Linked DNA regions of Sus scrofa: region 1 is linked to region 2. A link is a contact called in public HiChIP or PLAC-seq data. All regions are on one chromosome and are shown on one strand. The core of a region is the stretch at or near the end of the contact, and the rest is flanking DNA. Distances in the headings are between cores, read along the strand shown. Region 1 has its middle 590 kb from the start of KLF12. Region 2 overlaps KLF12 (Kruppel like factor 12).

What was found. HiChIP or PLAC-seq counts read pairs in DNA pulled down with a chosen protein or histone mark.
Region 1: a contact with region 2 is called in an H3K27ac HiChIP or PLAC-seq map of skeletal muscle, with 7 times the contacts expected there. The contact joins two enhancer-like sites. A contact is called at or near these places in 2 of 47 Hi-C or Micro-C datasets (embryonic fibroblasts and fetal skeletal muscle) and 1 of 2 datasets of contacts at active chromatin or transcription factors (skeletal muscle).

What each region holds. Positions count from the first base shown.
Region 1 is chr11:46,894,873-46,899,747 of Sscrofa11.1, forward strand. No RefSeq gene overlaps it. Among named protein-coding and RNA genes, the nearest start is that of KLF12, 590 kb to the left of the region's middle. Within about 2 kb of position 2,404, at least 21 of the 83 cell types and tissues checked have an H3K27ac peak or open chromatin away from gene starts, as enhancers often do. A contact at or near this core is called in fetal skeletal muscle and skeletal muscle, where this site is marked.
Region 2 is chr11:46,147,022-46,152,084 of Sscrofa11.1, forward strand. All of the region lies in intron 3 of KLF12 (Kruppel like factor 12), which reads right to left. Among named protein-coding and RNA genes, the nearest start is that of KLF12, 160 kb to the right of the region's middle. Within about 2 kb of position 1,615, at least 7 of the 83 cell types and tissues checked have an H3K27ac peak or open chromatin away from gene starts, as enhancers often do. A contact at or near this core is called in fetal skeletal muscle and skeletal muscle, where this site is marked.

The sequences.
Region 1 (4,875 bases), core at 1,154-3,653, 750 kb after region 2:
GTGTGTGTGTGTGTGACTCTTTTCATGGTTCTTCCATTTCTCTAATGACAATGGACACTTTTTTCTATACTACCTGCTCTGCCTACCCACAGACCTGTTTTGAGAATTGAACAATACACATGCAAATAGATAAACCAAACACAACACTCAAAACTATCTTATACACAGCCTTTATATATATCTTTCAGGAACATGGTTTTGCTCATGTCACCTCCCTGCTTGAAGTCCTTTGAAAATGACCTATTTCCAGCAAAATATGTTTAAATGTCTGAGCCTCATATTTGGTAGCATGCATCCTTTGGTCTTCTCATTTCTGTTTGCTCCCTTTTATGCAACTCTAGTAACTACTCCAGGTACTCCAAGCTACTACCTGTTCCTTTTACTTAACCTGAGTTTTTTATACCTCAGTGCCTTTGTTCATACTGTTTTCTTACTTTGGAGCAGCATGTCCAAAAGAACTTTCTGCAGTGAGAAAAATGACATGCACTATCCAATATGGTAGCCACCAGCCACAAGCGATTGATTATCTGGTACTTGAATATAGGCTAGTGTGACTGAGGAACTAAATATTTGATTTTGTTTTAATTGATTTAAATTTAAGTAGCCACATGCAGCTAGGAGCTGCTGTGTTGGATGACACAGACCTAATTTCTGTTCTTCTCTTTCATTTTATGTCCAAATAATACCCATGTATTATCATCTAGTACACAGGTTGCTTTATCCTTAAAGTCTGCATTTGCACCCTTAACCTAGCATCTTCCCTTTCACCTTCTATCTCACATCTGGGCTTGTGTTTCATACTGTGCATTTTGGATTTGCTCATACTCCATCTTTCCTACTAGGCAATAGGCTCCTTCTAGTGGGATCCACGGCTTTGCTTCTAGAACACTGACTACCATATCCAACATTTGCTGAGACTATTGTAATAGGGAAGGAACTCTGTATCCTGTAATCACTCAAAGGATGTTGATCATAAACTTAATTATACATAATGACCCTTCTCTGGGAACTATGCCTCCAAGGTAATGAGCATTAAGCTAAATTACCTTTGTTGAGCTCATAGGAAACCACCTGACCAGGCCCACTTGCGAATGACTGCAGGAAGGAAGAAGTTAACACATCCCCTCCAGAGGCTGTGTTGGACTTTATTCCTCCCCTTTTAGTATAAAAGAAGCCTGAATTCTAACTCCACTCGGGCAAGTTGGTCCTTTGAGACAAGCGTCCACCATCTTCTCAATTTGCCGGCTTTCTTTTCTTTCTTTTTTTTTTTTTTTTGTCTTTTTGCCTTTTTCTAGGGCTGCTCCCGAGGCATATGGAGGTTCCCAGGCTAGGGATCGAATTGGAGCTGTTGCCACCGGCCTACACCACAGCCACAGCAATGTGGGATCTGAGCCGCATCTGCGACCTACACCACAGCTCACGGCCACACCAGATCCTTAACCCACTGAGCAAGGGCAGGGATCGAACCCGGAACCTCATGGTTCCTAGTCGGATTCTTTAACCACTGGGCCACCGCAGGAACTCCGATTTGCCAGCTTTCTGAATAAAGTCACTATTCAGGAAGGCAATAACTTGTCTCTTGATATACTGGCCTGTTGCGTGGGAAGCGGTATGAACTTGGACTTGGTAACATTATCATGGCCTGCCCTAAGTGAAAGTCACTCACTTAACCCACCCGCCTGCCCACCCACAACCTCTCCAAATTCTTCAGGCTCTGTGGGGCCCCAGCCTCAGCACAAGACCCATGTTAAGTCTCAGCGTTTAGATACTTAACCAAGGAGCCTCAGAGACAACCTCATCCTCAGCTTACGAAGACATGCTTTTTAAAACAAGTCCCCACTCAGTGATCCTACGGAAACAGTGTTTCTGAGGACCAACTGGCTGTTCACTAGGCACAGAGGATGAAGATCTGGTGGTGAAAGAGCTCCGTGCATTTCAGGGAGGTGCAAAGGAAGGGCGGCTCCACACACAAGCATTCAAAACGGAGGTGGCGCCTCCAGCCCTGGCCTGCCTTGGTTTTCCCAAACAGGGCTGTCTCCCCAGGCCCTTCTGGCAAGTCGTCTTCTCCAAAAGCTTGTTTGAGGCCCTTCAACCTGGGAAGGAGGAGACGTTGAAAAGGCCGGCCTCAAAATGTCCTTTCCTCGCAGCAACAGCATCTGCAGGCCCAGACCTTCGTCGGATGGGGCGCGTTTGGCACATGTTCCCGGCGCGCTGCATTTCAATTGCTGAAATTTCTTTGTGGACCTCGGTTCCCAAGGGCAGGGGAAATTGGAGGGTGAACAATTAGAGGCTGGCGCGGGCCCCGAGTGGCTCTCGGCTGCCTGGCGCGCCTCCGAGGGCTGTCAGAGCCCCAGGCACGCTCGGCTTCTGTCACTATCAGGATCTGGCAGAGCCCTGCCCTCGCCCGGCCCGGGGGCCGGCGAGCTGGGAGGGAAGGGAGCGGCAGCGGAGGGGGCTGAAGATAAGTCTCCTAAGCGAGCGGAAGCCGGGGGTGGGGACGGCGAGGGGGAGGGCCCGGCAGCCACGAAGTCGGAGGCACAGCAGCCTCTGCAGCTGAATCAATTTGGAGATAAAAATAGTGCCTGCCGCCCCTGCCTCTGCAGTGATTTCACAAAGGTCTCAGCTGCGTTGGAGAGAAAGCCAGCAGGAGGGTCCCTACCTCCTCCCCAAACTGGAGCAAAACAGCAGCGACATCCAGAGCTGAGACCTCGTTCTCCTCCCTCTCCTCCCTCTTTCTCTCTCCTTGTTTTCCTGCCTCCCACTCTCCATCCAAGACCCCACAAATGCCTCTGGCCTCACCTGTTCTTCTCCTTAATGGGATAATTAAAGACAGGGAAAAACGGATCTTCAGAGGGTGAAAGAGGTAGGGATTGCAGACACTCATAATGAATCCAGATGGCACTTGCCCCTGACTTTCCACCCCTGAGACCCTGGACAGAGATGACCGACCTGCTCTAAAGACTGAAGCTTTGTACCAGGCAGACATGAACACCCTTCAAGAAGGGGTCCTCTGAAGTCAGACCCACCTAATATTTTCATAGGGAACTTGCCTGAGCATTCAGAGAAAACAAAACCTGGCATTGCCAATTAGTGCGACTGTCCCAGGAGACGGAGATTTAGGGATCAGTTTCTGTGACGGATGCGAGAAACCTCTCTGGAATTGGAACCGAAAGGGACGCGGAGTGAATAGCGCTTTGGCACTTTGCAGAGCTATTATCCCTGCAGTGCGGGGAGGTAACCTTTCCTCTGCTACCTTCTGACATTTGCATGGAGGCAAATGCATCATTGGTAATTGCACCTGAGTGTCAAAGCCACTTGATGTGTGTGTTCCAACCAAGGTAAGAATGAGGACTTTAGCATTAAGGGAAGGGAGGCAAAGAAGAAATGCAGACAAATTACAGGAGAGGAGATAATGGAATTGGCCATAAAAAGTAACGGCTTGGATTGATGTTTCCTTCACACGCCTGCAGAAGGTGTACCATCACGATTAAATAATGCACTGCTTGTGAAAGTGCCTAAACTAGTGTCTTGCTTTTTAAAAACACTCCTTAGTAAATACCATCTTTTATGCTTTCAAATTGAATGTGCTTAAACATCCCTTGAGAGGAAATATAAAATGGGTACTATTTAAGGAATCAAAATCGACTGAGTCCTGTATAGAGAAGATATTCCAAGTAGACCCCTCCCATCCTTCTATTTTCATCTGATTCTTTCATGTCAGGGGAACTTTAGCCTTAGACCTTTAACTCAGTAGATGTTAAATACAGGACGTAGAGACATCATAAAGACACTGGACCCAAAGGTTTCTCAAACTGTGAGGTCCAAAGTGAGAAGCTTGTTTTTGATTTTACGTATAACTCTGACATAATTTCATTTTGTTAAAAGGAAGAAATAACTCCTGTCAGAGAGAGAGGAATACAATATCGCCAAACTCTCCAATTTGGCTAATACAGCAAACTGTTAGTCAACCACACGGGGAATCTGGCTTTCTCATGGGGACCCATTGTTTACAGAAATATCTCAGCTGAGAAAAAGGCAAACATTTCCCCCCGAAATACGGTGATACAATTCAGATGGCTTTTCAAAGATATTTACAAGCACTCAGGGAAAAATCTATGGAAAATTGAACATCGCCACAAAGGTCCCATTTGGCACTTCTGAACATTTTGATGCCCTTTGAATGTCCTGATGACTATTTTCCCACTGACGAACAAAGACATCTGAAGCAAAGCCCGTCTATAGGGTGTTGGTTTTCTAATAGAAGTTAGTGAAAACGGAACAAGCTCAGGATGAATGGAGTGTATTTGATTAAAAAAAAAAATCAAAGATTTGAAATATAATTGAACTGCATTTCTTTTTTCATGGAAACATATTTTAAAATCCGAAATACATTTTGAAATTCAGCCAAACAACCTTGGTTCTGTGAGTATGCAGAACATAGCCGACAATCTTACAGACCGTTTTAGGAACACTCTAGGACTTCCTGTTTCAGGATGCTTTAGGACAGAGCCAAAGAAAGCTACTTGCTTGCAAAAAGTGTTGGTATGTTGCTAACTATGGTAGAGAGAGGACTAGGATGTGGATTCAGTAAGAGCAGCAAAGTTGTATTGATCCCTGTTGTGAATCAGTCTCTTCTATACTTTTGAAAAAAAAGATGTAAGCATGTTCTAGCCCCTGTCATTCGCCAGGGCTGTCACCACATTGCCTGTATAGTGATAAAAATGCCCAGGTTTACCTAACAGAGGTTAGAAGTGAAAAGAGCAACGGGAGAGAGCTGAGGACAGAATATTCCATACATCTGTTTCCAGCACCATGGCAACAAGACAGAATAAAGTAGACTATTCATACTACTAACACATGGATATGCTGCATAAT
Region 2 (5,063 bases), core at 365-2,864:
ATACAGGTAAGTTTCTACTCCTTACTGAAAATCTGCTAAAAACAAACAACAAATGACTAAATATCTGTATAAAATATTCGGAACTCTTATTTATTTTTTCTCAGTATATATCATAATTTAATATGTGCTAAAGGGAGTATTTCAATTCTGTGGGAATGAATGGTTTATGTAATAACTAGTGCTGGCATAACTGGCTATTCATTTAGAATAAAAGGAACTTGTATCCTAATTTCACAACAAATCCAAAGGTAAATTCCAAGTGTATTAAAAACGTACATGTACCCAATAAATCTCAGAAGAACATTTTGGTGACTACGTGGAAATCTAGGGGACAGAGGACACGTCTCACACTAAAACCAGAAGCCTGGAAGTAAAAAAGATAGACATGTTTGATCACCTAAAAATGTAAAACGTTTATATGCCCAAAAGATACCATAAGCAAAGTTAAGAGTAAAAATACGCATTTAGAAAAACATGTGTCATGCCCAAACTCCTGTTTAAAAATCAGGTTTCCAGAAATATTGGCTCTTTCTCACTACGCAACCAGTTCTTGTCTTTGTTTTACAAGAACAGCAGCAAAACCCTCAAGTCCTATCAAAGTTCAAATTCAAGAATAATACGCCAAAAGTCAGCAACAGTCTGCCCGGTCCTGCTTCCCAATAAGCAACAGTAAAACCTCATTAAAAAGAAAAGATTAAGGACCTAGAGGGTTTGCTGATAAAAATCAAATTCAGATTTAAAAGAGGAATCTATACCAAAGGAGGCTGTGGTAGTTCGGTCACTCAAGAAGCCAAGACAACTGTATACATGAGCTGCCTGGGACTGTTCTAGACTATTCTGGTCATATGGCAGATGACACCAGGATTCCACCGAATGGCAAACTAAAAGAGGACAGTTATGCATAAGGTGGACAGAAGAAGCGAGTCTGTGACAAAATGCACCAGGACCTGAAATAAGACATCGCACACATCAACGAGCAGGAAAGCTGATAGCAGGAGAGACGTGGTGAAACAAAGAGGAGTTTCAAGGGAGCAAAGCTCCATCTGCCTTCAATGGTCAGAAGCGATGGTCAGAACCTCTAACCAGCTCGGCGGCAATCACTGCGATGCCTGTATTTCCTTTTCCAAATATAAATGGCCTAGGACTAAAAATACACCGTGGCTTCTTCCTGTGGGCTGCTGAGAAAAGCAACAGCCCGTAGGAAGAAATGGGGTGTGAGCATTTCAGCACTGCCCACAGCCACGGCCCTCTGAAATTCCTGAATGAGTGCTGGAAAATAAGGCATGGCTTGGGAAGATGCTTCATCTAAAAATAATAGACAAACAACACTTTTAAAGGAGATGACCAAAGAAATTACACGCCCAAACGAGGATGTTGCTTTCTTAACAGCAGTAACATGACCTAGTCAAACACTGGGGAGGAAAGGTACTTGAAACTCAAGGATCTATTCATACAAAATGATTTAAGTCAGGAATAATGCATTTATGACCCAGAGTAAGTTATTTTTCAGGTCTCCATTATAATAAAAACTCTTGATGCAATAAATATGTTTTGTAAAATTCTAGTAGACTGGACTACGGCGATTGCATTTCCAGGAAAGAAAATTGGCAGCACAGGAAACAAGCTGAGCTTTTCCTGCTGGGCAGTTGCTTTTATTACAGTCACAGACATCGGGGAGGGGGGGGCGGGTACCCAGCAAGAAACAAAAACAGGGAAAGGGGGAGAAAACAAACCAAGAGACCTTTATTACATAAAGTAGTAAAGAAGGACAGGATAGAAGTCAGGGAAGAAAATTGGGCAACAGTGAAATACGCAGCTGGCTCTTTAGTTCTGACTGTTTCAAAGCCACCAGTCACCACACCCTGCCCAAGGCTCATTCCTGGGCCTTGAGGTGCTATTACCTGTTCCTCTACTACATGGAGAAAGGACAAGCTCAGGTATAGGAAGCAGGAAACAAGTCCCTCTCTTTTTTTAAGCTCTATGGTTAGATTTTCACAGAGTGGTTATGGCCTTGCCCTTCAAGTATTCTGCATTTCTAAAATGCAATATTTATCAATGCTCAAATGTAAAAGAATGTCTTCAAACAATAAATACATGGAGTTCCCTTGTGGCACAATGGGTTAAGGATCAGTAGCCAGGAACTTCCACATGCCAAGGATGCAGTCAAAAAAAAGAAAAAAGAAAAAAGAAATACAACAACAACAAATACAAAGTATTTGGGGCTTATCTCTTGTTTTGACCTATTCTGTACATTCTAGTCTGTGATGAAGGAGCGATGTTTGATCTCAGATTCGTATTAACGCTGGTATCATTTTTAAAATTCTCAATGGAACCCAAATTTTACTGAACCTTTGTTTGCCTTTCGTTGTCAATCCTAGATCTGTATCTATTGCTTTTGGCATTTTCTTTCCTTTTCCATTATGTATCCTTTTTCCTAAAACTCATGTCAATCTAATAAATTGACTTTAGAATTCAGGTTAATTACAGCAAGATGCAGGTTACTTCCACAAAATAATATAAGCAGAGGATGTGCAATTAAGAACTTTGCTCCTGTAACTCTTCCCTCTCTACAATTACCCATTTTCAACTGTCTTCTTGATCCTTCTTGACAGAATACAAATAGGCTATGCTGTCTCTCTCTTTTAAAATCCCTCCCTTGAGAGCTTAAATGCCTCTTCAGCTACCATTCCATTTCTCCCTAACTCTTGCAATGAAACTAGTCCTAAGAGCTGTTGAGACTTTCAGTCTCCCCTTGCCTCACTCCCATCTGAACATGAACTCACCTCGGTCAGTCCTTTCTCCCCACTGCGCCACTGACACAGTGTCACCAGTAAACTCCAGCCTCCTCAAATCCTTAACTCTCAGTCCTTAGGTTATCTGATCCCTTAGCAGCCTTGGCTGTAACTGACGACTCCCTTCTTGCAACATTTTCTTCACTTGCATTCTGTCTAAGACTCTTTTCTTTTACCTTAATAGTAGATGAAGGAAGGGAGGAAAAGAGAGTTCTAAATACACCTACTTTTCCATCAAGGCAGGACCAAACCAAGAGCAGCTTTGCCTGTGAGTCCTTACGACCTTCTATGCTTTTGCTGCTAAGCATCTATGAACACTAATGACAATCTCCTGGGAAATCTACCAAAAACTTCCCCAGGCTGAACTGACATTTCTTTACAAGGTCAAACAATCCCTCTAGGGTCTGGCTTATAAATAACATGTCTCAGAGGTTAGTAGCCCATCCACTAGCCTTCTAATCTCGCAGCACTGTCACTTCCAGGGCTACGGCTACTCTGTCCTCTTGGTATGGAGCAGAAAAACATCTTCCTTTAACATTTTCTCCCTTCCAATGTCAGGGAGATCTCTGACAGCTTCCCTCTGCTGGCTCTAGTCTAAACTGTATTTGCTTACTGTACCTTCCAGAACACTGTACCCTTTTCTTTACATCATATGTCACGTTCAAGGTCCAACAGATTTGTTGGTGCTCTGGGTTAGCAAACAACCTGCCATTCTTTTAGACCATCTTCTGTAAATACTTCGATGAGAAGACGTTCTCTCTTCATTAGAATGCTTTTCCACATTCTTCTATTGGGGAAGTTTCACGCTACCACATTCCAGAACCTCACCGCCCACTCTGGGCATCCCAGCAGAAACATTTTGCCCAGGAGTTACCGCTGTGGTGCAGCAAGTTAGGAATCCAACTGCAGCAGCTCTGGCCCCTGCAGAGGTGAGGGTTTGATCCCAAACCCAGCACAGTGGGTTAAGGATCTGTTATTGCTGCACCTGTGGCTTGAATTCAATCCCAGGCCTGGAAACTTCCACATGCTGTGGGTGCGACCAAAAAAAAAAAAAAAAAAGAACTTTGTTTTTCCAACCACATATATAACACCATCTGTGAAAATAATTTTGTCAAATACAACTTTCTCTATCTGCAATTATAATTAAACTCGCTCCCCATGGCATATCCATGGCTGGTCTACATTTTAACCCAGCTCTGTCCACAGTTGTTAGTGAATTGTATGATTTTTTGGTTTGATGTCAGTATCTCCTATAAACTATAAGCACCCAGATAAGACAGCATCTATTTTGCTTAATGCTACATCCCTGGTGTCAATAAAATGCCTAATACATGACAGATGCTCAGTGAATATTTGAATGGACAATGACTCAATTCCTATTATTTCGGACATAGACGTGTACATTCACCATCCCTTATGTAATATGGTCATCTATTTCTCAACTGAGACCAGGTATGTTACTCCAACTTTATTTCATTTTTTTGTCTTTTTAGGGCTGCACCCATGGCATATGGAAGTTCCCAAGCTAGTGGTCGAATTGGAGTTGGAGCTGCCGGCCTACACCACAGCCACAGCAACACCAGAGCTAAGCTTCAACTGCAACCTACACCACAGCCCACGGCAACACCAGATCCTTAACCCACTGAGGGAGGCCAGGGATCAAACCTGCGTCCTCATGTATACTAGTCAGATTCACTTCTGCTGAGCCACCACAGGAACGCCTGCTGTTCCAACTTTAAAAGTCGGTACAATCATCTTCATGTATATGCGCTAGTTTTGTATTTTTATTATTTGCATTTTGAAAATCCAACTCCCCTACTGTATTTTCTTTGGCTTATCCATTCCAGATACACAAGTACTATATGAGAATGGAAATAGGGTTCCCTTTATTGCTGGCACAGTGCCCAGCTGCATATGTGCAAAATAAAGACATGAGGAATTACTGACATGCCCTTTCTTTTATTCATTCTGTGAGGTGGGCAGCCCTCCCTCCACTACTCACTTTTACCATCATCTAATTAATCAGGTAAACCATAAAAAAAAAAAAACCCTTATAAAATGCGATAGCAATATTTGTAGAAAATGGTGTTTATAAAAACTTAATATAAACTAATAAAAAGAGAAAGTATGGGGTTTTCCAGACAATTTCTCATCCTATGATCTCAGCCCTTATAATATGTTGTACCAAGAACTTTGAGAAGCATTTCTAAGCCACCTTCTTGGATGAAGTTTTTCACTTTTAAATTCAAGAAACTTTTTTTCCCCTACAAC